2 separate regions of the Ovis aries genome follow, and region 1 is linked to region 2. A link is a contact called in public Hi-C data. All regions are on one chromosome and are shown on one strand. The core of a region is the stretch at or near the end of the contact, and the rest is flanking DNA. Distances in the headings are between cores, read along the strand shown.

Region 1 (7,086 bases), core at 3,564-6,063, 86 kb before region 2:
ACGCAGGGACGGGACCAGAGGCCGGACGGGTCTGGGGAGGCTGAGACAGGGCCCCAACTAGGGTCAGCGTGGAGGATGAAAAGCGCACCGGAGGGAATTTTAGGAGCTCCAGGGCGTCCCTGCCCCGCTGCGCAGCCGCCTACATGGGGAGGGCCCAGCGCGCGAGATGGGACGGAGAGCGTAGAAACCCCTCCACCCGGCTGCCACGGGGTTGGTGAGCTAAGCCACGGAAAGACCGGGATCCCGTGACCTCGGCGCGGGTGTGGACCAGACAACGGTGCCGGGTAGGAGCCCACCCTCCTCGTGCTCCCCACCCCCGGCGGATGGGACGAGGTGGGGGATGACCGGGGATCGCGAACACCGAGACCCTGGCCCAGGACCCAAAGGCCCGCGGGGAGGGGGTCGGGAAATGGACGCGGCCCGGGCCGGGGAGGGGTCGCGGCGGGCGGGATCTCACCCGGACCTGCGGCCGCCGATTTGGCCGAGCTGCTTTACGGCGCCGTAAAGGGGGGGGCGTGCGCAGGCGCAGCGATGGGACGGGCGTGTGGGCAGGGCGCGCGAGGCGATGCCGGAGAGCGGCCGCAGTGGGGCGCACGTGTCCGTGGAACCCGACGTAAGGGCGCAGGTACCCGGGCAGGGGCCTCGCTGGCCTCGGTTAGCCCACAGTCAAGGGGACAGGGGCATGGGTCATCCCCTGCTCAGGAGTGCACGTCTGATGGTAAACAAGGGGCTCTGTGTCAGGCACGTGTGCGTCTGCTCGTCTTGGGTCACACGTACGCTCACCTTCCGGACAAACATGTCCGTGTGCATGCCCGTGGGCACAAGTTATCTGAGGGAACTTGCGACCCTGAATACATGCTTTGTGGACAGATAACATGCCGGAGCACAGTACCGTACTCAGGGGCTTATATATCCGTGAGGCCAGGCACACTTAGGGAGACGTTAATGTCAATATCTTGATTCTCTGTGCACCGATGTCTAACAGAAGCACGGAGACTACGTTTGGACGAGAAAAGAAAGAGGAGTTTTATTTTTTGCCAGGCAAAGAGGGAACGCAGCTGCCTGGGGCCTCAAGACCATTCCCCAGCCCCCAACCCCAGCCCCGGCCCTGAGGAGTCAGGAGAAGTCTAACAGGTGGGACTTCGAGTCCGGGGGTGCGGGTTGGTGGCAAGGATCAAAATGATGAAGGTCTTGCGTTTTTCTTCTTACATTATTTCAAAACAGTCAGAGCTAGTGTCAGGTGGCTCAGAAGGGAAAGAATCCGCCTGCAATGCGGGAGCCCTGGGTTCAATCCCTGGGTTGGGAAGATTCCCCGGGAGGAAGGGATGGCAACCCACTCCAGTATTCTTGCCTGGAGAATCCCCATGGACAGAGGAGCCTAGAGGGCTACAGTCCATGGAGTTGCAAAGAGTCGGACATGACTGAGCGACTAAATACACAGTGTCAGGCAACCCAATAATTGGGTCCATTGCTCTCCTGGTTATTTACTGGCGACCTGCTTTCTGAAAGGCAGAATGCTGCAAGCAGTGATTTGCTACAAGGGAGTGTAAAACAACAGGAACAGGATGTAATTCACACAGAATTAGAGTGTTAGATGCTGGGTGTAATTCACAGATTCAGAGAGTGTTAGAGGTTAGCCTTGTGAAGGACAGAGTTACAGACACTACAGATTAGTAACATTTAAAATAAAGCTAGGATTAATTAACTCTTCCAGGCCCGTTTATGCTACTTTTCTAGTCGGTTCATTTTTCCCTATATTTTCCTTGTTATCAGAAGAAAACCCTCATTTCTGTTTTGGTCCAAGAGCACACTTAGTGTTTGGTCCACAAACACTTAGTCACCCCTGGGTACAGGTTCATGGACACACAGTGATCCACTGGGTGCATTGGATCTCGCACTCCCTGCTGCCCCCAGGGCTCCTGGCATCAGGTCCACATGTTCCCCACATGACCTTTCCCATTCTCCATTCGGCACACTTACACACCCTCCCCGACCAGGTCCCAAAGCCCCCTAGCCGCACCAAACAGACGGGAAAGCCATGTGGTCTCCCTTTGGGGTTTATCATCGTGAATCATAAAATGTGAGCGCAGAAACAAATGGACACATGCGGGGACTGCTCTGAACCCTCGGCAGCGCAATCAGGCACACTCGTGTTGACACGCACTTGTTCACACCGGCATAGCGTGACAGGACACTCATCCACAATTACAGTGATACCTTCCCACGGCGTACCCACCATTCCACCCCCTCACACCTGCATCACACAACACCCAGCAGGACACATGCGTGTGTTTACGCTGACGGTGAAGTGGGCGCCTGCAACACATGTCACCGACACCCACACCTAGAGTGACACGCCTTTGTGGTCCCCACAGCCGCACACAGTGACACGAACTACACTCACGCCACGCCACAGCCCACACATGTATGTATGCCTATGCACAGTGACCCGGAAGCACACCACACTCACCACAACACCTTCCTGTGCGACACACTGAAATACCCACCCTCCTTGAAGAGCTTACCCTGACACACGCACGCACATGCACACATGCAGCTCCACAACACTCATTCGCAAGACATGAGATGTTCTACGTGTGGGAGGAAGGGCAGCTTCAGACCAGCGTGGGTCCCCATGTTCCTTCTTCAAGGAAGAAGTGCTGTCATTCCTCCACGGTGCAGCCAGGGCTGTGAGATTTTCTCACTCATTGAGGTGTGGGACCTGCAGAGAAGGGGCTGTGGTGAAGGATGGAGACCCGAGATCATACAGATCCCATTCTTGGAAGAGAGCCTGGAGCCAAATTCGGGGCCGCCCTCATTTGCTGCCCCTGGCCCCAGCTTACTTGGTTTTGACGTCTTCAGTATACTGAGGATTTCCTGTAGTGTTTTCTTGACTTCATCGATGTTTGGGACTGGAGTGGTGGGGAGACAGGAAAAAGCTGAGATGGGACACTCTTAGCTTTATTGGAAGCCTGTTCCCTGCCCGACCCCCAACCTGCAAAAGATGTCACACAATCCCAATGTACTTGGAGTTCCCAGCAGCATATATATACTCCCTGAGTGACTCGGGGTATGTTTGTCGGGGGTGACATCCGTCACCCTTCCAAACCTTGTGCTCGGGGAGGGCAGGACCCCTGCTGTCCCCTCCCCAGATTCCCCAGCACCCAACCCAGTACTGGGCACGGAGGCATATTCTCCCCGGGGAGGTCTGCCAGGGCACCTGTGGCCAGCTGCCTCCGTTTCGGGTTCCCTTCCTGGACGTTCCTCATGACTGTGTCGATGCTCTGCTTGGCTGCCGTGACACGCTGTTCCACGTTGCCCCACTGAGTCTTCTGCTCTTCCTGGTACTCTTGCACCGAAGTGGAGACTAAGGGTGTGGACTGGAGTTGTCAGAGTCACCTTCACTCCCCCTACTCCCCCAACCCCGACCCAGCTCTTCCCCTCACCGTTCCAGAGCTCCTCTTTCAAGACCACCAGCTCCCTGGACATCTCGGAATCTGTTCAGGATGTGTGGGGCAGGGGGCAAGAAAACCTTAGAAAAACTTTGGAATCACCCGAGTTCTGCAGTCAGGAGCAGCACTGGGCCTCCCCAGCTTCTGGGGACCCCTCCCCACTGCCCTCAGCCCCTTCCTCCGCCAGCAGAAAGAAACACCCCACTCACTCTTCACCAGAACCACAGCTAAGAGGACCATGCAGGACAGAGTCAAGAAGGTGTTCAGACTCATCATGGCTTTAGGCAACCAGTGGTGTCCCTGGGCAGTGTCTGAGGGTGGCCTGGACTCGGCTGGCACTGGGATAGAGGTAGGACAGCTCATCCCCAGGGCCCAACACCGCTGCTCAGCCCATCGGCACTGACTCTAACACCACTGACAGCTCTTCACCTGTACCTACTGTTCTCAGTACCATCAGCAGCTGTGGCCATCACACACTGCCCCTAGCATGTACCCCAGCCAGCACCACCAGCAGTGGCCCCTAGCACTGTCCCCATGATGCCCTCGTATGACCCCATCACCAGCATCAGTACTTGTCCTTGCCAGCACTGTCCCTATCAACAGGTCATCAGGACCTCATCAACACTTTCATCAGCTCTGTCTAGATGATCCCGTCCCAATCCACCAGCACCACCGACACCCAGAGCTTCACCAACACCTCCACCAGCACAATCACATTGTCCTCTTCATCATCGCCTACCCAGCTACCCCCCGCCACTGTCACACAAAGCCTCGACACCACCACTCCCCCACACCATTGACCCTGAGCTTCACACACTGCCCTTTGTCCCTGCAGGGCCCTCCCACAGACCTCTCCCAGGGCCGTGTGATAGGGGCTAGGGGGCAGAGGGCAGCTGCTTACCCTTGTTCTTGGGTGGTGAATGACTGCCCTTTGGCTGGTTCTGGTTTTTGAAGGTAAAGGTGATGTTCTCATAGTTAGGGTCATCTGCAGCTGTGGGCAAGTCATTGAGAGGCTTGAGGAAACCTGCCCGGAGCTCTGGGGCAGGGGTGAGTATGGGAGAGGAAGCTCAGACATCTTGGTTTACTGAATCCTCCACACAACAGATTTCTTGGGGGCAAAGATAAGGAGTAGGGAACTCTGATCTTCATCTTAATGCATGTGAGCCTTTGGGTGACACACACACATTTTGGGGAGTGGGGGAGGAGCCCTCCAACCTTCACTTTCAGCTCCTCGCTCCTCCCATCCCAACCTCTCCCCACCTCGCCCGAGATGCCTAACCTTTATTGCCTGCGGATCCCCGTCTCTTGTCTTTGAAGGCTACCGCCTGCATCTTGACCTTCTGGTTTATGTTGATTTCCTCAGTCTCTATGGCCCCCGGCAGCAAATCTGTCTTCACACAGCCCCACCCACAGGAAAGTGTCTGGGGAGATGAGGAAATCTCTGGGTTGAGGTGGAGAAGAGGAAGCAGAATGTAGGCTTCCTGCTTTCAGGGATCCAGGAATGCCCCACCCTTGGGGGCATCCTCACCCAAACCCCGGCTCAACGGGAGTCTTAGGCATCCACCTGCCAACGCAGGAGACACAGGTTGGATCCCTGATCCGGGAAGATCCGGCAGTTAAGCCCCTGCACCACAACCACTGAGCCTGTGCTCTAGAGCCCAGGAGCCACAAGTATTGGGGCCCACAAGAGAAGCCACCGCTGTGAGAAGCCCTCCCTCCGCAACTGGAGAGTAGCCCCCACTCGGAGTCTTAGGAGACCAGAGGTCTCAGGAGGGACAAGAAGAGATTCACACAGACCCAGAAACAGCACAAGATGGTCAGCAATTTGTGGAAGAGGTATTAACTAACGCCCTGTTGGTAGTTCAGATGATAAAGATTCTGCCTGCAATGCAGGAGACCTGAGTTCCATGGGGATCGTCATACTGCAATCGAAAAATGTATCAAATCAATATATTGAACATCGTAAACTTACATAAAGTCATGGGTCGATTATATTCAATAAAAATAATTTTGAAATAGGATAGTCAGGAACTTTACAGGAAGCTCTGTGTGTATCTGTGTCCACCTGGGTGAAGCTCATCCTCCCATCTCTTGCTCTCATGGTAGATACTATGGCACCCCACCTTTTGGGGCAAGATTCGTAGGTCCCCACACCTACCTTCCCTCTGCCCTAGTCCCACCCCTCAGCTCCACCCAGAGAAGTACTTCTTCTCCAAGGCCCTTTGGAGGAGAAGAATGGATATGAGGCAATGGGGCTAACCACTGGAAGTCCACTCCCACATCTGGGACTGAGGCCAGATGTCACCTTGACCTAACCCCAAAGCAGTTCCCCTTCCACCTGGAGACCCCCTGCAAAGGAACACTCAGAAACACATTCACACTCATCCACGCGTCGGCTCACCTACCCAGACCCACACACATACTCTTGCACACTCACACTTCTGAATACCCCCACTCGCACATCTGTACACGTGTACATATGGTGTGGTCATTTGCATGCTTGTACATATTCATGTGCGCACACTGTCTCTACTCTGTCTAGGTATCTTTAAAGCTTTCCTTATGTCTATCTGACCTAAAATGAGGCTAAGTCTACAAAAAAGATCTTCATGACCCAGATAATCATGATGATGTGATCACTAATCTAGAGCCAGACATCTTGGAATGTGAAGTCAAGTGGGCCTTAGAAAGCATCACTACGAACAAAGCTAGTGGAGGTGATGGAATTCCAGTTGAGCTGTTTCAAATCCTAAAAAATGATGCTGTGAAAGTGCTGCACTCAATATGCCAGCAAATTTGGAAAACTCAGCAGTGGCCACAGGTCTGGAAAAGGTCAGTTTTCATTCCAATTCCAAAGAAAGGCAATGCCAAAGAATGCTCAAACTACCGCACAATTGCACTCATCTCACACGCTAGTAAAGTAATGCTTAAAATTCTCCAAGCCAGGCTTCAGCAATACGTGAACCGTGAACTCCCTGACGTTCAAGCTGGATTTAGAAAAGGCAGAGGAACCAGAGATCAAATTGCCAACATCCACTGGATCATGGAAAAGCAAGAGAGTTCCAGAAAACATCTATTTCTGCTTTACTGACTATGCCAAAGCCTTTGACTGTGTGGATCACAATAAACTGTGGAAAATTCTGAAAGAGATGGGAATACCAGACCACCTAACCTGCCTCTTGAGAAATCTGTATGCAGGTCAGGAAGCAACAGTTAGAACTGGGCATGGAATAACAGACTGGTTCCAAATAGGAAAAGGAGTACGTCAAGGCTGTATATTGTCACCCTGCTTATTTAACTTCTATGCAGAGTACATCATGAGAAACGCTGGACTGGAAGAAGCACAAGCTGGAATCAAGATTGCCAGGAGAAATATCAATAACCTCAGATATGCAGATGACACCACCCTTATGGCAGAAAGTGAAGAGGAGCTAAAAAGCCTCTTAATGAAAGTGAAAGTGGAGAGTGAAAAAGTTGGCTTAAAGCTCAACGTTCAGAAAACAAAGATGATAGCATCTGGTCTCATCACTTCATGGGAAATAGATGGGGAAACAGTGTCAGACTTTATTTTTGGGGGCTCCAAAATCACTGCAGATGGTGACTGCAGCCATGAAATTAAAAGACGCTTACTCCT
Region 2 (6,421 bases), core at 2,107-4,606:
AAACACCCTGTGTGATGCTATAATGGCAGACCCTTGCCATTACACTTTTGTCCAAAACCCACTGAATGTACAACACCAAGAGTGAGCCTTAATGTTGACAATGGACTTTGAGTGATAATGAACTGTTAGTGTTCACTGTAGGTGTGTTCATTGTAACAAATGCACCATGTGGTGGGGGATGTCAATAGTAGGGAGGCTATGGGGGGAGGGGAACCTAAAACTGCTCTAAAAGTTAGTCTATAAGAAACAGATACAGTGAGACACACATATAAAAACTGAGCAAATATTCATAAATACATACTGGGGCATTTAAAATATACCCAATGGGAAACAGGTGAGGGAAGATAAATTAGGAACTGGGGATGAACCTACACACCCTGCTCTATCTACAACAGATAATCAACAGGGATCTACTCGATATTCTGTGATAACCTACCTGGGAAGAAAATCTAAAAAGGGATGGATATATGCATATGTATCACTGAATCACTCTGCTGTACACCCGAAACTAACACATTGTAAATCAACTGTATCCCAATATAATTTTAAAAAACACACAATAATACCCACATGCTCACCCTCCTGAGCACCAGTATCTGTGCATGAACACCTCACACACACACACTCACGCCATACTCATTATTGATGTAGGTCAAGGCCAAAAAGATTATCTTGAGTGTGCCTGTGTCCTCTGCATGTCCTTGATGGAAAGAAATTTTCTATCCACTTTGTTCCTTTCTCCCTTTCCCTCCCTCTGGAAGGAGAAGGTCTGTGGGCAGACAGAAAGGAGGCAGTGACTTTCTAAAGTGAAAGTGTTAGATTCTCAGTCATGTCCGACTCTTTGCGACCCCTTGAACCATATCCCGCCAGGCTCCTCCAGGCAAGAATACTGGAGTGGGTTGGCATTTCCTTCTCCAGGGGATCTTCCCAACCCAAGAATCAAACCCAGGTCTTCTGCATTACAGGCAGATTCTTTACCATCTGAACGACCAGGGAAGCCAGTGACTTTCTAAAGCAGGCTAGAAAACAAAAATCTAAGGTGACTGTGGGCTTCCCAGGTGGCGCTAGTGGTAAAGAACCCACCTGCCCATGCAGGAGACGCAGGTTCAGTTCCTGAGTCAGGAAGATGCCCTGGAGGAGGGTATGGCAACCCACTCTAGTATTCCCATGGACAGAGGAGCTTGGCGAGCTACAGTCCATAGGGTCGCACAGAGTCAGACACGACTGAAATGACTTAGCAAGGACACACACAAGATGATTGCAGGCGAAGAAGGATGAAGAGAGGCTGATATCCAGACACTGATGAAGACTGTAGAGATTCAACACAAATGAAGGGCCTGTATCATCCTTGGAATTCATTGCTGTGCCCAACCACCATTTTCAACTCTAAGAGACACTCAGCTAATCATATACAAACTTTGGGGTCTTGCAATGGCCCCATCTGCTAAGACCCCATGGTGTGTGAGCTCCTCAAGAGTAATGGTCAGGGCTGGAGATGCCTGTGTGGGAGTCCGAGAAATTGAAGGATTGAGAAAAATGAGACACAGGTGAAGGACCGAGTGGGCAGGGGCTTCTGGGAGGAGAGGGATCCCCAGGGTCAGGGCTAGCTTGGAGTGTCTGCAGGAGAAAGAATGGGCAGTCACAGCTGATACAAGGACAGAGCGGTTCAATGGTGATTTTGGGGAAACTGGCCTCAAAGATATGTGTGTGGGGAGGCCCAAGAGAGGGAGTAGATGAGGCAATGAGATGAGAGAGTAGAAACATCACTGAAATTTCCCAGCCACCATTCACGCTTTTCCTTTGCTCTCTCCAAAGCTGTTATCCCCCACAAGTGCATCCTTCCTGCTCTGTGCTTCTGTTCCACTCCTGTCATTCCCCAAAACGTAATCCTGCCAGCAGAACTGTAGAATGAAAAAACGTGGAAAGGAAGTGTCTTGGAGAATGGCACGCTTGTCTGCTCAGTCACTCAATCATGTCCAACTCTTTGTGACCCCATGGACTCTAACCCTCCAGGCTCCTCTCTGTCCATGGGATTCTCCAGGCGAGAATACTGGAGTGGGTTGCCATTTCCTCCTCCAGGGGATTTTCCCAGCCCAGAGATCGAAGAGCCCAGGTCTTCCACATTGCAGGCGGATTCTTTACTGTCTGAGCCACCAGGGAAACCCAAGAATACTGAAGTGGGTAGCCTATCCCTTCTCCAGGGGAACTTCCCGACCCGGGAATTGAACCCGAGTCTCCTGCCTTACCGGCAGATTCTTTATCAGCTGAATTACCAGGGAAACCCATAACACTACATGGATGTGAGACAGTCCATTTTCACTTGCATCAGTGAAAGTCAAAGTGTCAGTCACTCCATCAGTAGATGCTCTCCAATTGTGATCATGTCCCAGGTCTTCAACTGTCCTCTGGAGTGAGACTTGCATCCGCTGCTGGGGATGACAGACATTTTCTCCAGGACCACTTGGCACGATGCATCAAGAAATTTACCAAAACCATGTATTTTTATTATTTTTAAATTATTTATTTGTTCTTTTGGCCATTCAGCTTGGCTTGTGGGATCTTATTTCCTTGACCAGGGTTTGAACCTGTGCTCTCAGCAGTGAAAGCTCAGAGTCCCAATCACTGGACCACCAGAGAATTCCCCAGATCATTTATTTATTTATTTATATTTTTAACTTAAAAATTTAAAAAAATTTTTTATGTTGGAGTATAGTCTATCTACAATACTGTGTTAGTTTCAGGTGTACAGCAAAGTGATCCCATTATACACATACATGTATCTATCCTTTTTCAGATGCTTTTCCCACGGAGGTCAATCGCATCCAAATCACTTCGTTTTAATCCCGTATTTCCACATCTGGGATTGTTTTCCTTAAGAGCAAAGAAATAATAAATATGTGCTTGTGTATTTATTTCCTCACTAATCAGCTGGGAATAGCATAAAGAAATCACAGAGGCAAATAAAGGTGAACATTCAAGGATATTCATCCCAGTTTCATTCACAGTAGTGAAAGTTAGAACCAACCTAAACGCCCAGCAGGAGAGAACCGGTTAAATAATTACGCAGCAGCCACGCTGGCAGGGACAGAAGGAGTCCCGTGCTTTTGTTTATTTGTTCTTTCTTTTTGTTTTTTTTTTTTTTGCACACCACAAGCCATTTGGGATCTTAGTTCCCTGACCAGGGATTGAACCCACGCCCCCTGCTGTAGAAGCAAAGAATCTTTTTTTTTTCTTTTCCTTTCATGAAGCCCTGCAGTTTTTTTAAAAAACCTATTTTTAATTGGAGGACAGCAGCATTGCATAGTTGTTGGTTTCTGCCATACGACAACATGAATCAGACATATGTACACAAATATCTCCTCCCTCTTGAATCTCTCTCTTACCTCCTTCCCCATTCCACTCCTCGAGGTCATTACAGAGCACCGAGCTGAGCCCTTTGTGTTACATAGCAGTTTCCCACTAGCTAGCTATTTTACACCTGCCAGCGTGTGTAATTCAACGCTACTCTCTCGATTCGTCCACCCTCTCCTTCCCCCGCAGGAAATATGGAATCGTAACCACTAGGCTGCCAGGGAAGTCCCAGGAATCTTGTTTTAGAGGAATATTTAACAAGCTTTTTTTCTGGGGGGCTTTAAAAATTATTGAAATAGTACAATCTCATTGTAAAAAAAGGTCAAAGAATGCAAAAAATGATGATACAGAAGTTCCACTTTTAACTGTCCCCCTGCCACTTCTTCCTAAGAGGAAACCACTGTCAATTGTTTGGAATAAATTCCCAGGGCGTCTTATACATGTACATACTTGTGTATCACTCATGTTCTTTAAAATAAGTGCAATCAGACTGTATACAATGTTACGCTTGTTTTTTTTTTTTTTCCCACGGAGCAATACACCAGCAACACACACAGGGATTTTTCCATGTCATTTTTTTTAATGGTTGTGCTGCATTCCCACAGTCTGCCATGCCCTAATTTGTCTAACTATGCCCCTATTGTCAGTCGTCAAGACTGTTTTCCATGTTTTGCTTTTACGAGCAATGGCATCATTGCAAGCAAGGCTTTGATGAGAACACATCTTTGGGCACGTATATTCCTGGGATCAATTGTTGGCTGTAGGGTGGCCAGGTGAAAGGCGATGTGCTTTAAATGGTTTGTTCGACCACAGTCAAATTCCCTTCCAAAAAAGTTGCAGTAATCCACACTTCCCCCACCCAACAATGTGGCAGTGCTTATTATTCATCCAATTCTCCATAAGATCGGATGCTTGCATTAGTTTTAATGCTGGACTTCCCATGTGGCGCTAGTGGTAAAGAGCCTGCTGCCGATGCAGGAGACTCAAGAGACTGGGTTGATCCCTGGGTCAGGAAGATCCCCTGGAGTAGGAAATGGCAACCAATTCCAGTATTCTTGCCTGGAAAATTCCATGGACAAAGGAGCCTGGTGGGCTGCAGTCCATGGGGCCACAAAGAATCAGACACAACGGGAGCACAGCACAAGTTAAAGAATGAGGATTAAAATTTGTCTGATTACTAGTGAGACTGAGCATGTTGCTGTCTTTTTTTTCCTATTTCTATTTCTAGCCGGCTTACACAGTCCAGATGTTAACCTAATTTATATAAAGAGGCCTGATGATGTAGGGGTTAGGAATATGGACTCCATGGCCAAGCTGCTTTGCTTCCAGCTCAGCTGTTTACTGGCTGTGTGACCTTGGGTAAGTCACTTAACCTCTCTGTGTCTGTTTCCCACCTGTAAGATAGAGATAATGATAGTATCCATCTCATAGGGTTGAGGATTAAATTACTTTATGTATACAAAGGCCAAGAAGAGTATCCAGTATGCAGTGAGCAGTTAATAAAACATTAGCAATAATTGCCCTTTTGCTATCATTTATGTTGCAAATATTTCCTTCAGGGCAGCAGCTCTGTTGGCCCTTTTGTCTTTGTTTAGTGTGTTTCCATGTCATCAGATCTGTCTGTCTTTTCTTTCATGGCTCTCAGTTTCAAAAAAAGCAAACCCAGAACATTTAAACTGAACATAGAGTGGGCAACAGAGGATGAGAGAGTTGGGTGGCATCAGAAACTCAGCAGGACATGAGTTTGAGCAAATTCTGGGAGGCAGTGAAGGGCAGAGGAGCCTGGCATGCTGCAGTCCATGGAGTTGCAAAGATCTGGACACGACTGAGCGACTGGACACCAACAAAGAGTAAGAAACTGGGAAAGAAGAAAATATTAGCAATGTTCACCTCTGGGCGACAGAGTTCAGGCGACTTCTCTCTTCATGTTTCATGTTTTCAGAATGCTCTAAGGAGCGTGTATCATGAATATGTATTTCCAAGTGAACATATATTACCTTTATTTTTATGCTTTATGTGGTTTTAAATTTTGTGCTAAGCACATTGATAATCATTTTATAATGAGAAAAAGCACCCCTTAAAAAAAAGGGGGAGTCAGCTTGGGACTCCACACTTAACCCATGCGGAGCCAGCAGAGAAAAGCTCCACCCTTGAGGGAGCCAGCTGTGGGGGCCAAACACCCAAACATTATGGCAGGATCGCCCCCTGGTGGTAGGTGGTAGAGAGATGAGGTGATCCAGGGAGGGGTGTGTGTGTGTGTGTGTGTGTGCACACTCACCTGCCTGCCCTCCTGTTAGGAAGTTCTGTTCCATTTTACTTACATCACAAAGCAACCCTTTGAACTGGGGACAAAAATTATGTAAAAGACACAGATGAGGAATTTGAATCAATCTGCTGGCAAGGTGCAGCTCCTCACCCCCTTGGAGAAATGTCCAAGTGCCTATTTTTTTCTCGCTGTTATTTGGTTGGTTTTTGTTTTGTTTGTTTCTTGGCTGTGCCATAGAGCGTGCAGGATCTTAGTTCCCCGAACAGGGGCCAAACCCATGCCTCCTTCAGCGGAAGTGTGGGGTCTTAATCACTGGACCACCAGGGAATTCCCCCAGGTCCCTGTTTTTGATTACAAAGTCCTCTGTTCCCAAAGGTCCCCTGCCCTGTCTGTGGACCTAATTCATATACTATTCAATTCACCCACTGAAAGTGTACAGTTCAGTAGGTTTTAGTCTGTTCCGAGTTGTGCAACCATCATCACTATCAATTTGAAAACATTTCTATCACAGGATGTGGAGGAAAGGGAACCCTCGAGCACTGTCGGTGGGAATGTAGATCAGCGCACCCGCTGTGGAAGACAGTAGTGGGGTTTCCACGAGAAACTAAACGTAGAGCTATCATACGGTCCAGCGATCCCACTCCTGGGTCTACTTCCAAAGGAAACGATACCTTTTTCCAGAAGAGATAGTTGCACTCCTATTTCATAGCAGCATTATTCACAATAGCCCAGGTATGAAAACAACCGAAGTGTTCCTTGATGGATGAAAAGATAAGGAAAATGGGATATGTATTTTTTTCCCCA

Evidence for each region. Hi-C and Micro-C count contacts between places; a contact is called where the count stands out from the background.
Region 1: a contact with region 2 is called in a Hi-C map of hypothalamus, with 6 times the contacts expected there. The contact joins the promoter of MCEMP1 here to the enhancer-like site in region 2. A contact is called at or near these places in 12 of 16 Hi-C or Micro-C datasets (blood, hypothalamus, liver and 5 more).

The regions. Positions count from the first base shown.
Region 1 is chr5:14,250,865-14,257,950 of ARS-UI_Ramb_v3.0, reverse strand. It overlaps MCEMP1 (mast cell expressed membrane protein 1), which reads right to left and starts at 4,813. Exons shown (of 6, transcript XM_060416293.1): 1 at 4,732-4,813; 2 at 4,354-4,443; 3 at 3,447-3,497; 4 at 3,221-3,367; 5 at 2,844-2,912; 6 at 1,002-2,722. The coding sequence starts at 4,783. The coding sequence ends at 2,706. TRAPPC5 (trafficking protein particle complex subunit 5) reads right to left here and starts at 495. Exons shown (of 2, transcript XM_042250014.1): 1 at 89-495.
Region 2 is chr5:14,163,601-14,170,021 of ARS-UI_Ramb_v3.0, reverse strand. No RefSeq gene overlaps it. Among named protein-coding and RNA genes, the nearest start is that of CAMSAP3, 12 kb to the left of the region's middle. Within about 2 kb of position 3,356, at least 3 of the 54 cell types and tissues checked have an H3K27ac peak or open chromatin away from gene starts, as enhancers often do.